Linked DNA regions of Mus musculus: all the other regions are linked to region 1. Evidence: chromatin contacts called from public ChIA-PET and promoter capture Hi-C data. All regions are on one chromosome and are shown on one strand. Each heading gives the region's core, a stretch centred on a gene start, on an enhancer-like site or on the middle of the called end of the contact. The rest is flanking DNA. Distances are from core to core; before and after follow the strand shown. Region 1 overlaps Rap1a (RAS-related protein 1a). Region 2 holds the start of Cept1 (choline/ethanolaminephosphotransferase 1). Region 3 has its middle 23 kb from the start of 2010016I18Rik.

What was found. Promoter capture Hi-C pulls out the DNA fragments that hold promoters and counts their contacts. ChIA-PET counts read pairs in DNA pulled down with a chosen protein or histone mark.
Region 2: a contact with region 1 is called in a promoter capture Hi-C map of pre-B cells, with 2.1 times the contacts expected there. The contact joins the promoter of Cept1 here to the enhancer-like site in region 1. A contact is called at or near these places in 5 of 39 promoter capture datasets (the 3T3-L1 cell line, the C10 cell line, hematopoietic stem and progenitor cells and 2 more) and 1 of 115 datasets of contacts at active chromatin or transcription factors (extraembryonic endoderm stem cells).
Region 3: a contact with region 1 is called in an RNA polymerase II ChIA-PET map of effector CD8 T cells, with 17 read pairs. The contact joins two enhancer-like sites. A contact is called at or near these places in 2 of 115 datasets of contacts at active chromatin or transcription factors (effector CD8 T cells and memory CD8 T cells).

The regions. Positions count from the first base shown.
Region 1 is chr3:105,762,077-105,765,774 of GRCm38.p6, reverse strand. All of the region lies in intron 1 of Rap1a (RAS-related protein 1a), which reads left to right. Among named protein-coding and RNA genes, the nearest start is that of Rap1a, 37 kb to the left of the region's middle. Within about 2 kb of position 2,139, at least 80 of the 459 cell types and tissues checked have an H3K27ac peak or open chromatin away from gene starts, as enhancers often do. A contact at or near this core is called in effector CD8 T cells, hematopoietic stem and progenitor cells, liver and 2 more, where this site is marked.
Region 2 is chr3:106,546,207-106,549,904 of GRCm38.p6, reverse strand. Cept1 (choline/ethanolaminephosphotransferase 1) reads left to right here and starts at 2,103. Exons shown (of 9, transcript NM_133869.4): 1 at 2,103-2,225. It overlaps Dram2 (DNA-damage regulated autophagy modulator 2), which reads right to left and starts at 2,107. Exons shown (of 9, transcript NM_026013.3): 1 at 1,985-2,107.
Region 3 is chr3:106,460,628-106,464,325 of GRCm38.p6, reverse strand. No RefSeq gene overlaps it. Among named protein-coding and RNA genes, the nearest start is that of 2010016I18Rik, 23 kb to the left of the region's middle. Within about 2 kb of position 1,610, at least 74 of the 459 cell types and tissues checked have an H3K27ac peak or open chromatin away from gene starts, as enhancers often do. A contact at or near this core is called in effector CD8 T cells and memory CD8 T cells, where this site is marked.

The DNA.
Region 1 (3,698 bases), core at 890-3,389:
AACTTTACTTAAGCTATATCGTTTAGAGTGTGAGCCCCATTTGGTCAGTTTTAATATACAAAATGGGATCATTCGTTTTTTACATGTACATCTGGTTTCCTGGCACTGTTTATTGAAAAATTGTCCTTTCCTGACTGTCTCCTGTAAAACATAATTTGGCTGTGTTTGTGAAGATTTATTTCTGAGGTCCCTATTTTCTACAATTCCTCTATATATTCATTTCTACACTGTTAAGAACATGAGGTTCTTAATAGATGTGGGGGTGCCTGCCTCTAGTCTCAGCACTTGGGAGGCACTGAGGCTGAAAGATGGCTTCTAGTCTACATAGTGAGTTTCATTCCAGCCAGAGATACATAAAAAGACCCTGCCTCGTATACTCATATAACAGCAAAATACTAACTTCTCCTTTAATTTCTTTTTTAAAACTTGGAATAGTAGAAATATATTGTTTCCAAATATTTGGAGATTCTCATATCTTTGCTACTGATTCTAAATTTGATTCTATCAGTTAGGATATATTTTGCTCCATGCAGTTAATTTTTTTATTATATATATTAAGTACGCAGCTTAATATTATACATATTAAGTACACAGTTTCTTAAAAGACTAAAGATCATAATGTCTAGAACTGAGAAAATAAGTAAATAAAGTTATATAAAAGAACAAACATAAAGACTTGTTATATATTCAGAAAACTGACTTTTTTAAAGTTCACTTATTTAAAAATATTGATACAGGATGTAAGCCATTAACTATTGCTTCACTGCCTTAAAGAACAATTTTATTAGTGCTGCTTATGTGGAGAGACGAAAACTACTCATGTGACTATCATGTCTTAGTGACACAATTCAATGGGGGCATTTTTATATTATGGAAAAGATAACAAGTTTAAGTATTGATCATTTTAGAAATACTGCCTAAACATTTAAATATACATTCCTTCCCCAATCTATTCTAATACAGTTTATGGACTATTAAGTCAAGCTTCAGAAGTTAAACTTTTAGCATTGATATAGTCAAGCTGTAAAAGGAACTGAGACTGGATTCTGACAGTTTTTCTTTCTTACATAGAGCACTATCTATTAGAAATGAGGATGTTAACTATTCCACACTGGAATCAGTTTCAAAGATGAGGCCAGGAAACCATGAAATGGATTGAAAAGGGATGAAAAGTGATGGGGAAGAGGAGCAGGCTCACCACAGCAGAGCATAGCAATTTCGTGGAAAACAAAAGGCATTTTGTATGGATTAAATTCCCTTACATTTATTGAGACTTGTATTTATAGTATAGAGTATTTACTCTGTTGGTAAATTTTTATATCCCCTGAAAAACAATATATATTCTATTGTTGTTGGTGGAATATTCTCTGAGTGTGGGTCAACCCTGTCCTTACTGGCTTTGCCTATTAGATCTGTCAGTTACTGACAGGTGCTATCATCTGTCAGTACAGTACTATTATTATAAGCAAATGTGAGAGATTTGTTTCTGTTCTCCTTGTTTATACATTTTGGTATGTTGTGTATTCATTTCCAGCAAATGTTATTTGTTAGATCAGCAAAAGGAAAAGTGAAGTTTATGGTTTAAACCATTGTCATTTCTAAAGAATCTCACAGTTCTTGCAAGGTAGGCCTGTTGATGACAAATCTGTTCAGTTGTTGTTTGTAGAAGTCTTTTCTCCCTCATTTTGAAGGATAATTGACCTAGATACACAATTATATTGCGGCAGATTTTGTCTGAATGATTTAAACATTTTGCTTTATATCCTTTTTTGTGGTTGGAAGAAAATTCTGATGTAATTCTTATCTTAGCTCCTCCTCCCTCTGGCTCTTTTGGCCATTTTACTCTTTGTTTTATTTTCTTGCTGTCTGAGTATCTGCCCAAGTAGATGTTTTTATGTTCACTCTACTTGGTGTCCTCTGCATTTTCTGAGTTTGTGGTTTAATGTTTTTCTTGTTTGTTTATTTTTTAGCAGTCTCCCCCTCTTCCCAGATCCTCTGCTTGGCTTCATCTTCAACTTGGAAACTAATTCTTGCCACCTCCACTGCAGCTGCTTTGGTCCATGCTGTCTTGGGTGCTTGCGGTTGTCTTCATTCTTCTTCCTGCCTTTGCCCTTTATCTATTTCATAGCTAGAGGAAGCTTGACAGCCTCTCTGCTCAGTCATCCAGTGGCTTCCTGTCTCATGCCAGCTAACAGCCAAAGTCTTTGCCATGGCCTGAAAGGCTGGATTTAGCTCCGTTTAGGATCTTCTAGTAATTAATCCCTATTGCTTGCCAGTCTTAGGGCCCTCTTTTTCTTATGGAAGTTGCCAGTCTTCTGGAGGCTTTGCCACCTTGCTCTTTTGCACACCTCTGTTCTTTAATTTCCTCTGGCCCCCACACACTCAAATACTGCTTTTGAAAACATAAACCACATCGTCCATGAGCTCCTTTCCCCATTTTGCTGCGTCATTATTCTCTGAAGTGTTTGTTTGTTTGTTTGTGTTACTGGGAATTCAAACCAGGCCCCATCTCCTCACTAAAGCATTTTACCTGCAGAGGAAATCTCTGGCAGAGGAGAATATGGTACACTGAAGAAAATGAATGAAAGCCAATTATGCTGGACTGTTGAGAACAGAGGGGGCACATTGTAAGATAAATCTAGGGAGGGATTTAGAGTTCAAATTATAATGTTCCCTCTTAGGCCTTAAGCATTTCTATCTTTATATTTAAAGGTAATGGTGGTCACTAATAAATCATATTACTCACTTGGAGGGTTATAAGGAAGTAGTTACTAAAGTGACTGATTTGTCATGTTATGAAAATCATCCCAGCTACTTTGTAAAGAATAGAGTGGAGGGGGTATATTACTTACTTTTTGGGGTTTTGTTTGTTTGTTTGTTTGTTTGTTTTCTGTGATAAAACACTGTGACGAAAGCAACTTATAAAAGAAAGTGTTTAATTGGTTGGGCTTACAGTTTCGGAGGGTTGGGGTCCACCATGACAGAGCCCTGTGGTAGCAAGCAGCAGGCACGTTAGCTAGTGCAGCAGTGAGAGCTCACATCTCAAACAGAAAGAATGAGTGCACTAGGAATAATGAGAGGTTTTGGAAGCCTCAAATTTTGACCCTGTAACATACTTGCCTCAAACAGGGCTACACCTAATCCTTCTCAAACTGGATTTACCAACTGGGTACCCTGTATTCAAATATATGAGCCTACACTGGCCATTCTAATTAAAATCACCACAGGGAAAAGACTGAGTTTGCTGCAATCAGATGACAGTTGGTTCCAGTGATTTAGGTGTCAGTTTTTGGTAGGTTGTTGATGACCATTTAAAAAAGAATGGTTGGAGCAGTAAACCTTCAATGAAATATATTTATAAATATCCTTAATTAGCAATTTTTATCTCCTAATTTTTATCTCATCAGAATGAGCTTTCTAATTTTATACAATCTTTTGATTCTATTTTGAGAAAATAGAATGTCTGATGTAATGTAGATCTTTAATACACATCCTAGAAAGCCCTGTGTCCTTTTGTATGTTTCTTAACATATAGCACAAAATCAAGCATCTCTATTATTTAACTTTCATTTACATTAGAGCTAGACTTGGTTTTGTTTTCACCCTTTATTTTGGAGTATAAGGCAACATTATAGTTTCAGATTGTTAAATAAACCATATGTAATAAAGTGTTGACAGGAAATATGACCTGAGTTCTG
Region 2 (3,698 bases), core at 854-3,353, 780 kb before region 1:
CTTTTCATAAGGTGAGAGAGAAACTGTTCTCAAAATGTCAATTTTCACAACTGCCCAAACCGGTTCCCTTTTCAAATCCTGAAATCTATATACAAAGATGATACATTATCATTTCAAACACATGATTTTAAGCAGCACACAAATACTAGCCAATGAACCAACAGTGTCTGTGGCCTGAACACTAGAATGCAGCACTGTGAGCAAAATGTTTCCTTTAAGGACCTAATGCTTGAGATCTTTTATAATAGTGATCTATCAGCGGTAATTTTTAAAAAAAGTTTTAATTGTAGGAAGTCAATTTTCTTATTGTTTGGCACAGCATTTCCCTAACCCCTGGATGTTATCTTTTTTTAAAAAAATCCATAATTAACACTTTCTAATTATTGAGTTTCAGGCAAATTTCAAATTTCTGGGATGTAGTATTCTATGTGAAATATAAGTATAAAATACTATAACAATTCATAAATTGCAGTCATAACTACCCATACATGGCTGCATATAATTTTTTTGAGGTATTAAATACTTGTATGTGTTTAGGCTTTGAAGATTCTAGCTGTTTAAACTGACTGCTTAGAAGCAAGGCAGGGCTTAAAATATTGTTAAGAGTCTTTCGGAGACAAGTGAGAAACCAAAGTAGACAGGAAGAGTAACATGGAAGACTAACAACTGTCCAGTGCCTTCCCCTCCAAAAAGGAAACGTGAGAGCAGTCTCAGACCAACAGGATTACGAGTGTAATGTTTAACTATTTTATGGGTCAAAGCATTCAAGAACCCTTTTAAAGAGTGTTTGCATAGCAAACAAGAGGCCTTAAGTTCAATTTCCAGAACCAAAAAAGAAAGCTTTAAGATGACTTAAAAATATATAAGAAAACTTCACACAACAGTAAGGATATTTAACAAATTTTTTTGCATCTCTTACCCATCTCCTCTGCTTACTTTGAAGCTCCATGAGTCAGAAATCCAGTTACATTTTTTATTTTCATAAGCATTTAAAAGCCACTGGTAATAAAAAGAACCTTTTTAATGTTGTCTCTTCTAAGTGGTAATAACTAAAGAATAACAAAAGTGTAAACTCTGGATGTTCCAAGTGAATGAACAGGTGGCCCCAGGTTTTTTTCAGAGGCGAATAGAAATATCAGGCCACAAACAAAGCATAACAAGGACTATTTTCCTAAATTCTAATATGGCCTCTTGACAAATGTAACATTTTCCAATGGCTAATCTCAAAGCATCTAGTTTCACTGCCAATAAATTAAAATTTGATAACGCAGCCCCGATAGATTAAAAAAATGTTGCATTCGGTATGTAAATTAAAATTGGGAAAGCTGGAAAACTTATTCCTGTCTCAGTGCTTTACAAAGGAAAGCAGCTGTTAGGATTCCCAGGACTTGTGATTTCCTTTCAACTAGGGACCACTCCCTTTGAAACACAATCATGGGGTGGAGACAGAGCTCTGTGTAAACACAAGGTCACCACTGGTCTCAGTTTTGAACTTCCTCAGCCCCAACCAAGTAGAAATAAGGGCACAGGGATGACAAAGGGTATTAGGGCAAAGGTTTCCTTAGTTGATTCAACAAAAGCAACCCCTTGCACACACACTCCTAAGTCTTGTAGTACAAGAGTTTCACTGTCCCTGGCACCAGAAAAATATAAGGGACACCATGCTTGGCACGACGCATCGCTTGGGATGAAGTGGTGGTAGAGGTACTAAAGAAGAGAAAAAGTAGGACGCGGAGACCTCAGCCTAGTTGTCATCTCCCGTGATTCGTGGGTTCCCGGAGCTGGCTCGCGACTCTAGTCGTGGGTGTCACGAAGTTCACGGAACCAGGTGAAGCTACCGAGGTTCGCGTGGCTCGCGCGCCCGTGGGACCAAGGGGGCTCGCGTTGTGCCCTCGCTCTTGGCTTGCGAACCACACTTCGACACAGCACCCAAGTAGAAAACCTGCCGAGCGCCAGGCCAGGCACTTTTCCCCCTCCCACTCACCTTCTTTCCTGTCCCCGACCAGCCAGCTCCAGCCTCAAAGTGCAGAACAGGCCCACTGTAGGAGCCTGGGCGGAGCCCCGGGGCGCGCTCCCGAGTAGCTCGGAGGCGCGCCTCAACCTTTTCTGAGTCCCCCCTCTTTACGGCAATCGTGAAAGTGTCGTGAACGTGCTGCCGCCTATCAGTCACTCAGTCGCCTGGAGTCGGAGTTGCTATTTCTAGGCTTGTGCTTGTTGGGTTCGGGGTAAGGCTGCGGGGGCCCGGCCTAGGGAAGGGGCGGGGATGTTGCGGACGTGGCGGGGCGGTTTTGTCCCGGGAGGAGCGGAGCGAGGGCCGGAGGCTCTGGGCTAGACAGAACTGGGTAGCTGCGGACGGACTAGCTGAAGGGGAACGCCGTCCTTGCTGGCGCTGGGTGGCCTCGCGCGCGGGGTTGTGGGCACGGCGAGGGGCGACGGCCAGTCCCGAAGGCTCCGGAGTCGGAGGTGGAGGGGCGCCTGCGCGGTATGCGAGCCGTGGTCGTGGGAGGGAGCACCCCAGGCTAACCCCCGGTGAGCCGAGGGCTGGGGCGCTGGCTTCGCGGAACCGACCTTGTCTGGCGGGTCCACACCCTCCTGGCCCGGTGTTGCCAAGTCCAAGAACCGTGCAGCATCCTGTGCGGTCTTTGCTGTCCTTTTGGGAGGCGGTTAGTGATGTTTCCTGGCTCGGGCCACGCTTCTTGTTGGGCAACTTTTCTAGAAATTTCAACCCATATTGACAGGCTCAGAGATTGCCAGCTAGAGTTTTATTTCAGTCGCGTTCTTAGAAGGAGATTGCTGGGGTTTTTGCCTGTGTTCCCAGGAATGCTTGGCTGAACCTCAAGCTTTACATTTTACCGAGTTTGAGTTTTCCAGTTTGATGCTTGGCATTTTGATACCAGTTTTTACCAATGTTGTATCATTGCTGTTGAATATATGGCATTGCTAAAACTCTAACTCACCAGGCAACGTCTATTGCAGCAGGAGGCAAATTCATAGTCAGTTTTCAACGAGTATAGGAACTTTGTAAGTTGTTAGAATATTTCCTTTCTACTTTACAACTGTCAGGAATGTGTTCAGAATGTGTGTTGAATTGACTGGCTCAAACACAAGGAAACTGTATAAGACATTTGGAGCATTACCAATTTAAAACTATTGGCATTCGATGAGATTTGAAGCTTCAAAATCATTTTGCTACATATTTAGCCTATGCTGAGAATAACTGAAGTCCCTGTACAGCTGGTCATAAAGACACAACCCTTCCTTTTAAGAAACGAAGTAGGTAAATCTGACTCTCACATTACCAATTACATTTTATTGCATAGCACTTTCTTTTCTAAACTACATTTTGCTTTCTTCTTCTTCTTCTTCTTCTTCTTCTTCTTCTTCTTCTTCTTCTTCTTCTTTTCTTCTTTTCTTCTTTTTTTTATGGTTGGTTGGGTTTTTTTTCTAGACAAAGTTTCACTATGTATCCTTGGCTGTTCTGGTACTTGCTGTGTAGACCAGATCCGCACCAACTCAGGGATCCCCCTGCTTCTCTCTACCTTCTTAGTGCTGGAATCACAGGTGTGCACCACCACCCAGCTATATTTTGCTCTTTAAACTGGCTAGAAATGCTGGTGGTGCTCATTTTGAGGGCCATGCAGTGCTGTTTTTAAGAGAATATAAAAAAGAATACAGCTCTAGGCTTTTGGTCCCTCCTC
Region 3 (3,698 bases), core at 361-2,860, 700 kb before region 1:
ATGCTTGGCCCTTTCCAAATACATGAATAATCCTTCCCTATGTTAAGATGTGTTAATAAAACATACCATCCAAATTCTAACAGTATGTGTTTCTCTTAACAACTGGAGTCAAGCCCATTTCTCTGAGTATACACTTTACTTTGCATAATAGACTTCAACTTTGCTTCATAGTGACTTGTCCTGAAGTTCTTCACTGCAGCATAAGTTAAGCCAATTGACTGTGATGGGTGTGGTGGCTCACACTTGTAATTACAGCATTTTCGGGGTTGAGAAAGGAGGATTGTTATGAGTTTGAGGTTAGCCTGCTCTTGATAGTGAGTTCCAGGATAGCCTGGGCTATGAAATGAGACCTTATCTTGACAAAGAAGAAATAGTGGTCAGAGAGATTGCTCAGTGGAGTGGTTAGGAATGTTTGTTCCTCTTGAAGAGAATCTGAGTTCAGTTCCAAGCATCCATACTGGGCACTTTTCAACTATGTGTTACTCCAGATTTAGGGGATCTGATGACCACTTCTTGATTCAATGGACACCGCACTCATGAGTGCATACCTCCACACAGACACACCTAAGCACATATTAATAAAAACAAACAAGAAAGAACAGGCTATGGTAGTACATGACTAATTCAAACACTTGGGAAGTAAAAAGAGGAGAGTCAGGAGTTCAAACACCATTCCCCTCTCCATAGAGAGCTTGAGACCAGCCTGAGCTCTTCTCAGGATGCACAGCATATTGGTGGTAGTGTACCAATACCAATACCTGTCCCCAAACTCGGGGTCCAGAGACAGTTAAAAGTTCTAGCTGTACAAACATGAAAACCTGAATTTGATCCCTGGAACCCACGTAAACAAAAAAATGTTAAGATGTAGCACTCACATGGCAAGATGAGAGGCAGAAACCAGGGCCAGCTAGCTTAGAGACTAGAATTCTTGAAAGACCCTCAACAAGATGGAAATAAGTACCAGCTACCAAAATATGTCCTCTGTTCTAAACACAGACACACACACACACACACACACACACACACACACACACACAGGAGAGAGAGACAGAGACAGAGAGACAGACAGAGAGACAGACAGAGAGACACAGAGAGAGAACGCCCTTCGGAGTAAGCTGAACTCTTGAAACTACACATCCTAATAAGATATGTATAAAGGACAGCCTCAGCATTAAGTGCTGTTCTTATCAGACTTAAAAAAATAACTTATTTTAGCGTTTTAAAATGTAATTTTAAATTAGCATACAAAATATTAGGTGTCACTTTAGTGTTCTCAAAGTGCTTTAGCAGATTCTCCTCAACCATCTTCTCCACCCCTAATCTCTTGTAGCCTCCTCAACAAACTTTAACAATTTAAAATTACCATTGCTATTTATGGGTGAATATGGATGTATGTATGACAGGTACATATGTGAAGGTCCGAGGACAATTTTTAGGAGTTCTTTGTTTCCTCCCACCAAGTGGTTGGAGATTGAGCAAAGGCTGTCAGGTTTGGTGATAAATACCTTCACCTACTGGGCCATCTCTCCAGCTCCACGATTTTCTAAGAGTCAACCTTCCCCATATTTTATCTTTACATCTTTACATCTTATTCTGAGACATCTTTACGTCACTGCTTGTTATTTCCTGGGTGCCTTGCTGATGGGTGGAGGGGGCTGAACCATATGAACCTGTCTGAAATCATCCCTCCAAAGGGTTTTCATACCCAACACGACTCTCCCAGATATCACAAAGGCCAAGGGAAATAGTTGATAAGAGCAGGGCTTAAATAAGATTATTGGAGCTAATATTATTGCCAAATAATCCCAGTACAAATATTAGTTTGCACAACAGAGCTCACGAGTGTCCTTGCATGTGAGACGAAGCAGGATATAGTAGTAGTCAGCAGCTGCTGGACCACATGAAGGATGTGAGATCTGAGTAGCAATCAAGCTGCAGGCAGTGTGAGAAAACACAAGCACCAAGTTCCCAGGGTGTATGTGAACATGCAGCTTTTACAAAAAGGCATAGGGAGTGGGTGTGCAGTGTTGGTCTGCCATGCTCAGAGGAAACCAAATGCAAATTGCTATGCTTTGTAGAGGTCTTAGTTTCCAGTCTCCTTTTGTCAAGAAAGTAGAGACTTGCTGCAAGAGGCTGAGCACCAAGTGGGGGCCAAGGTTATTTAGTAGCTTGCTTTAGAGAAGGAGGTGGAATGCTCACCACAGCACTAACCAGAGGAAGTTGTCTGCTCCTCAAGGTCTTTTTGAGACTTCCGGTCTTTGCATCTGATGGAACAGTTTGCGCCAGAAGTGAGTCCTCACTTGAATCTTTCTGAAGACAGAGATGGAGAGGTGAGAAGGACTATGAATGATCAACAAACTGCATCCCATGCTGCCTTTGAGCTGCATGCTGACTAGGGGTGGAGGGGAGAGCAAGCTTTGCAAAAAGAAACACAAAGTGTTCGGTCAAGAACTGCTGAAGCGCCGGGCGTGGTGGCTGGCACACGCCTTTAATCCCAGCACTCGGGAGGCAAAGGCAGGCAGATTTCTGAGTTCGAGGCCAGCCTGGTCTACAAAGTGAGTTCCAGGACAGCCAGGGCTATACAGAGTAACCCTGTCTCGAAAAACAAAAACAAACAAAAACAAACAAACAAACAAAAAACAAACCAAAAACCAAACCAAAACAAAAAAAGAACTGCTGAAGCTAAATCCTGGCCTGCCATTTGAAAGCTTCTTGGGAAACTCCTTCCCTGCGAAATGGGAAGAATGTGATGCCTATTGACTGTGAGGGTGTCATAACATTCTCATTTTAATTTCTGCCATTTCTCCAGTTTCCAGGATTGCTTTAGCCTTCTTCCTGTATTCCTGTTTCCAAACAAAACTTAAATTCTGATTGTGTTTCTTGTTTTTTTTTTTTTTCTAAAGATCAAATTCTGATACCTAATCTTTTTCGATTTAAGTGACCATTCAAATGTTTTCCCAAATGCACATAAACAAATAAACACACACACGGGGGTGGGGGGTGGGGGTGGAGTGCGATTACTGCTTTCAGCTTTGAAATACATACCATACTCCTCCTGGTTATATACATTATTCACTTGATACTTTCCTTGTCTCTTTGGACAACTAAACTGGCCTACCATCTTCTACGTGGATCAGTGAGTGGTAGAGGCAGCAGACTGACCTTTTCATAGGCCACTGCATTATAATTTGAAATGGTACACCTCTCTATGTCCCTCTCAAAGTCTTTCTATCAGCTTATTTATGAAATCTTCCAGACTTACAGAGTTATTAGAGATTTTAGGGTATGATCCTGGGCCCCGGCAGCTCTCACAACCTAGATTCAGCCACCTGTCCTAAATGGGCCAATTAAAGAGAACAGTAAGTAATACTGCAAGTAAAAAAGGAGATTTAGTCACTGTGGACACATTGGAGGGGGGAACAGAGAAGTCTGATGACTGTCTCTCTTCTTCCAAGTCATCTACAGGGTACTGATATGAAGCTTAGGTTTAAAGAGAAGGCCAGAGGCATGCATAGCTAAGCAAATGTGGTTCAAGTTTGGTCTCACCTATTAGTGACCCCTCATTGTTTCTCAGCTCCAGTCTCCTAAGAGGTAGTCTGGCAAATTGCAGAACCATGTGAAATGTTTTCCTGGAACACAAATTCTTTTTTTTTTTTTTTTCTGGCTGGCACCAGGGCTTTAGATTTTCCCTTCTTGAA